2 separate regions of the Ovis aries genome follow, and region 1 is linked to region 2. Evidence: chromatin contacts called from public Hi-C data. All regions are on one chromosome and are shown on one strand. The core of a region is the stretch at or near the end of the contact, and the rest is flanking DNA. Distances in the headings are between cores, read along the strand shown. Region 1 holds the start of NR2C2 (nuclear receptor subfamily 2 group C member 2). Region 2 overlaps NR2C2 (nuclear receptor subfamily 2 group C member 2).

Region 1 (2,700 bases), core at 93-2,592, 78 kb after region 2:
TTTTAGGGTCGATGAAATTGAGCCTCAGGAAGGGGATTCGCCCGCAGCCGCGCCGACAACACTGGCAGGAGCCCTAAGAGGTATCGATTCCACAACGCCCTATCCCACGAGCCGACGGCCCTGGGTTCAGGATGCTTCATCACCTTTATTACTATTGTTCAGCAGCACTCACTCCGGACGCGCACCAGGCGGAGGGCGCGCCCCAGCCCTCGCCGCGTCCCCGCGCGTCCCACGCGCCCCCGGCCGCGCCCCGCCCCCAGGCCCCGCCCCCAAGCCCCCACGCCGCGCCCGGGTCTCTGCTCCCGCCCCGCCAAGGGCGCCCGCGCCGCGCGGGGACCACCCCCTGCCAGCAAAGCCCAATCAGCAGAGGCCCAGGGGGCGGGGCCGCGAGGCCCCGGCCCTCCTATCTGGGCGCCAATTGACCCCCTCAGCTGTCACTCATAAGGTCGCACCCGCACACCCGCCTTCCTCCCTTTCCTCCAACCCTCCCCTTCAGGGGAAAAAAAAAAAACCGAAACGGCGGTTGGGCCACGGCGGTGGCCAACGGCGGGCGGGAAGCGGAGGGGAGAGGAGCCGGGGAGTGAGGGAAGGAGGGCTCTGGGAGGAGCAGGCGATGAAGGAGGAGGAGGGGAGCCCGGCCCAGCCGGAGCCGTCGCCGCCGAGGACAAAATGGCGACGCTGGCGGAGGGCCAACTGTGAGGCGGGGCCGCGGCGTCCCCCCTCCGCCCCCACCCTCGCGCCGGCCGGGCCGGTCAGGGGGAGCCCGCTCGCCTCGCCGGCCGCGGGCGGGGAGGGGAGGGGAGCGGCCCGGCCCACTATGCAAAGCGGCCGGCGCCACCGCCCCGTGGCAAAGGTAAAAGGGTCGGGTTCAGCCGCCGCCGCCGCGGCGCCTCCATGTCCGCGCGCCAGGCCCGCCCCCTCCGCCGCCGGCCCGAGCCCGCCCCGGCCCTTTTTTTTTTTTCTCCCCTTCAATTTTTACCTCAGGATTTGGCGCCAAAGCGGCCTCGAAGCAGGTCCCGTGTCTGCGGCGGGTCGGCCCCCGGCGCGGAGGGCAGGGCGCGGGGGGGAGGCCGGCTTCCCGGCGTCGGCGTTTGGCGGGAGCCCCCGGGCCGCTTAGGCTCGCGGGGCAGCTGGCGAGAGACGGGACGCCGAGGTGGGAGCTGGACGGCGGGGGCGGGCCCGGAGGCGCCGCCGGGGTCGCGGGGAAGGAGGGGTTTGTTATTGTTTTTGTCAGTGAAAGGTCAGAGTTCGTGACCCCGGTGCCGCCGCCGCCGCCGCCGCCCGCGCGCTGGGAGGAGGAGGGCGAATGTTCTTCTTCCTCTTCCCGGCGCCAGCCTCGTCGCGGCCGCGGGGGGCGGGCGAGCACGCGATTGGCTGAGGCGCGCGCGCGCGCCGGAACGCGCCGGCCGCGCCGCTCCGGCAGGCCCCTCCGCGGCCGCGGCCCGGGCGGCGGCTCCGGTGTCCGCCGGGGTCTCTGTCCGGGCTCGGCCGCGCCGCCATACGGCCACCGCGGAGCTTAAACGCCGAGGTCGTCGGGGCGTGGGGTTGGCTGGGCGTTGTCAAAGGCCGGGAACGCCGGCCTCCCCGTTATTCGGAGTGGCCCGCCCGCGAGCTCCTCGAGGCCGGATGGGGACCGTGTTCTCGCCGTAACGTCCCCCACCCGGGCCTCCGCCGAGCCCAGCCGAAGCCTCTGTGCTTGTGGACTGAAGAAGTGATGGCGGCGGAGCGCCCGGAGGGCGGAAGTGGGTGGTTTGTTGGGTGGGCGTTGACCGGTTCGTGCCCTCGGTCCGGATGATCCGAGGATGCACCAGCTTCTGGGAGTATCAGGTAACGTGTTGAAGCCCTCCCAAGCCTGTCACTGTCTTTTCTGGAATATATGCCCCAAGTCTTACGTCCAGAGTCTCCTCGCGATTTGAAACTGAACAACAGTGCTTCCGTTCAGTTCAGTCGCTCACTCGTGTCCGACTCTTGGGGACCCCATGGACTGCAGCACGCCAGGCCTCCGTGTCCATCACCAACTCCCGGAGCTTGCTCAAACTCATGTCCATCGAGTCGGTGATGCCATCCAACCGTCTCATCCTCTGCCGTCCCTTGTCCTGCCTTCAGTCTTTCCCAGCATCGGGGTCTTTCCCAGTGAGTCAGTTCTCATCAGGTGGCCAAAGGATTGGAGCTTCAGCTTCAGCATCAATCAGTCCTACCAATGAAGTGCAACAATGCTAAAGTGTATACAAAGAAACTTCTTGTAGAGTTGGCTTACGTATACAAATACAGTTGCTCCTCTTGATCCTATGAATCTTGGGTTGTAGGTATTCCCTAGATATTTCTCTCATAGTGATGGTTTTACTTGCTTTGCATGGTGCAGACTGCCGTTTTATTTGGGATGCCCTGAGCTGCATAGGGCAGACCGCTTGATGACCGTGCCTTTTGATAGGCCTAAGATCCGCTGCTAATTGATTTTTTCTGAACTTTTCTTGTTTATTATTAATAAATTCTTACTCGAAGATGGATGATTTAACCTTTTTTTTAACCAGTAGCCATTTAGCTTTTATCAGTGTGACCTCAGCTTTGAGTATTTCGTCCATAATCTTGTAATATTTTTATTTGATAGGAAATGCTTTAACAGACCCATTTTCCTTGTTTTCACCTCTCAAGGAAGAGGAAGATGAGAACCAGAAATGTCAAATGATATGCCTAAGGGAA
Region 2 (2,848 bases), core at 30-2,529:
CTCTCAAAATATTTCACTGAGTATGTAAGAAACAGGCACTCTCATACCAGGCTGGCCGGAGTACAAACTGGCAGAACCTCTTTGGAAGGCAGTCTGGCAACTACTGTCAGAATGACACGACATGCTTACTACCAGCGACCCTGTTCTGAATAACTGATCCTACAGGAATACTCTCAGGTGGAAGGTTATTTATCGCAACATTCATAAAATGAAATCTCAAAACCCTACTTAATAAAAAGAGGAGGCTCTATTTGTACCACTTTACTCCGAAAAAGTGAAGTGCAGAGCAGTGTGGGCAGAATGTGGACAGGCGTGTAAAGTATGCTGTTCTGCTTACATGCATACTCACAGGTGTAGGCGCAGAGCCAGCCTCTGAAAAAAGGAAGCAACATGGCAACAGCGGCCGTTCTTGGGAGAGATACAGAGAGGGAGACTCGTCTTTTACTTTCTCTGGTGTGACTCAGTTACAGCGTGTCCCTATTACCCATTCAACCCACACAACTCCTATGAGAACCTGAGAGGAGCCACCAGAGCTATCAGAGCAAGAGAGGAAGCACCAGAGGCTGCGGATGGAGAAAGGACCGAGAGCAGGCACTGGCAGGAACACGCAGGAAGGACACGCAGGAACGCAGAGCTGACATAAGAGACCAAGGGAAGGAAGCCGCAGGAGCCCGAGCTGCACTCCCCTGGGGAATGTAATGAGGATTCCAGACTTTTAAAAGACAGACAGCACAAGTCTTTTCTAGTAACAGGTGAAATATCCAAAAAAAAAGAGGAGATAAAAAAGCACTGTATCATATAAATGTATTTCATAAGCCTAAACATTTCCTTCAGTCAAACAGTAAGTACAATTATGCTCTACTGAAAACATAAATGTGAAACAGAGAGTGTGGAGGAATAGCTCAGGCACGCCTTAAAATCCACAGGTGGAAAAGAAGCTTTAAGCCAAGATCTGCCCTGACGAGAATGAAGGCGGTGTCCAAGTGAGCACAGTGGCCTCCAGCACATCAAATCTGTACGTAACGTGTGCAAGTGTTTTCCTTTTAATCTACAGCATCACTGACTTGATGCACGTGAAACGGAGCAACCTCTAGAAGGTAGTGAAGGGCAGGGGAGCCTGGTGTGCTGCCGTCCACGGGGTCACAGAGAGGCAGACGTGACTGAGCAACAAAGAATCACGGTGAAAGCTGGATTAAAAAATGACATTTGAACGTAGTATGTGCATGATCTTGGAAGTAATAAAGAACAGAGCTTGAAAACCGCTGGCCTAGAGAGACTGCATATGATGAACACTCATGGAATTTCCTGAGAAGCTCGGTTCTGTGACTGGACTGCTCCAGCGAGGCCTCCCTCAGACAAGCTGGGGGCTCCCTCTTGCCGCCATCCTCTTCCTCCCACTTTCTGCACGGCACTGCTGCGTCCCCCAGACACCAGCGCTCTCCACCCAGTCACGCGCCTGCCTCTCCCCACACCGGGAGCGTCACTCCCCACACCGTGGTCCCAAAGCCCTTTCGCAGCCAGTGGGACAGCACGCAGCAGTGACACAGACCCAGCGTCAGGGCAGCCCGCTGCTGGTCCACACAGCCAGATGTGTTGTTGGTCGTGTGCTGACTGGTACCTTAATTTCTGCTGTCATTATTAAAAACAGTAAAAAGAAATCCTAGGATGGGGGAAAAAACAACTACAGAGGACTTGGTTGGGAAAAACTGATGAATTTTAGAATTTGGACTACGGATTAGATAATGGCTTATTTCAATATTAAATTTCCTGATTTTGATCACTGTAGTATAATTATGTAGGAGAATGTCATTCTCCATAGAAAATGCAACGGAGGTATCCAGGGCAAAGCAGCGTGATGTTTCTATTTTTATTCTCAAATGATTCAGAAAAAAATACATCATGCATACATTCAGAATGTCACAGCAAAACCTGGTGGATCTGTATAAAGGGAATACAAGATTCCTATGCATTACTGTCCTTATGTCTGAACTTGTATGAAAATAAAACATTAAAAAATCGTGACACAGATGCTAACATCTATTGATCTCTACTTCCTATAGGTTTATAGGCATTATCTCTTAATCTTTTTACAATGCCATAAAATAGGTATTATTACTATTGTCACTTAATAGTTACAGATGTTATAGAAACTTTCCCCAGGGTCACACAATGGAGTAGAAACAAGATTTAATCCTAAACTCTGTTTCGTTCAGAGCCAAAAGTTTCTAAATGTTGCACAGCTTGCCATCCTTACTGAATAATCTTTCCCTCACAAACTTATCACAGACCTACTATCTAGATCAGAGCACTGATTGCTCATTAAAACATCAGGAAAGGAACTCTCTTCCCACAATGGTTTGGAGATCCAACACTGAAGTCAGGACTAGAAAGGAAAACTTGATAGAAGACACCGGCACCAACATCAAGAACTAGAAACCAACTTAAGCTGGTTATGACCATAACTCTTCTTTAAATACCAAACCTTCAAACACACTTCAGTTGAAGCAAAGTATATTCAGTTTTATTGACAGTTCACAATGAAAAGATTTTCAGCTATACTTACTGCACATCAAACTCATGTTAAGGGGTTATTTTCCCTAGAGAAACTGAAAGCACACCACCACAGATCCATTCTACAAGACTTCTGGCTCAAAAATCTAAGTGCATTCTAGCCAGGGCATGGTGGAACCATGGGCCAAGCACTAGGGCATGGGAATCCCCCACTGGATGAACTGGGATGCCCAAACAGCCCTTAAGAAAACAAGGATTCTTCTTACACCAATACAGGGGGCTGTACATGCTCTCTTGAAATATACACTAGCTCCAAGACTAGCTGGAGTCTTCTAGG

What was found. A called contact is a pair of places that touch in the nucleus more often than the background predicts.
Region 1: a Hi-C map of skin fibroblasts shows a contact between it and region 2, with 2.5 times the contacts expected there. The contact joins the promoter of NR2C2 here to the enhancer-like site in region 2. A contact is called at or near these places in 3 of 16 Hi-C or Micro-C datasets (hypothalamus, mesenteric adipose tissue and skin fibroblasts).

What each region holds. Positions count from the first base shown.
Region 1 is chr19:57,305,444-57,308,143 of ARS-UI_Ramb_v3.0, forward strand. It overlaps NR2C2 (nuclear receptor subfamily 2 group C member 2), which reads right to left and starts at 1,343. Exons shown (of 14, transcript XM_027957808.2): 1 at 980-1,343. LOC132658194 (a long non-coding RNA gene) reads left to right here and starts at 1,395. Exons shown (of 2, transcript XR_009597473.1): 1 at 1,395-1,827; 2 at 1,943-2,700.
Region 2 is chr19:57,227,977-57,230,824 of ARS-UI_Ramb_v3.0, forward strand. The region is part of intron 2 of NR2C2 (nuclear receptor subfamily 2 group C member 2); the gene reads right to left. Among named protein-coding and RNA genes, the nearest start is that of NR2C2, 77 kb to the right of the region's middle. Within about 2 kb of position 1,280, at least 13 of the 54 cell types and tissues checked have an H3K27ac peak or open chromatin away from gene starts, as enhancers often do.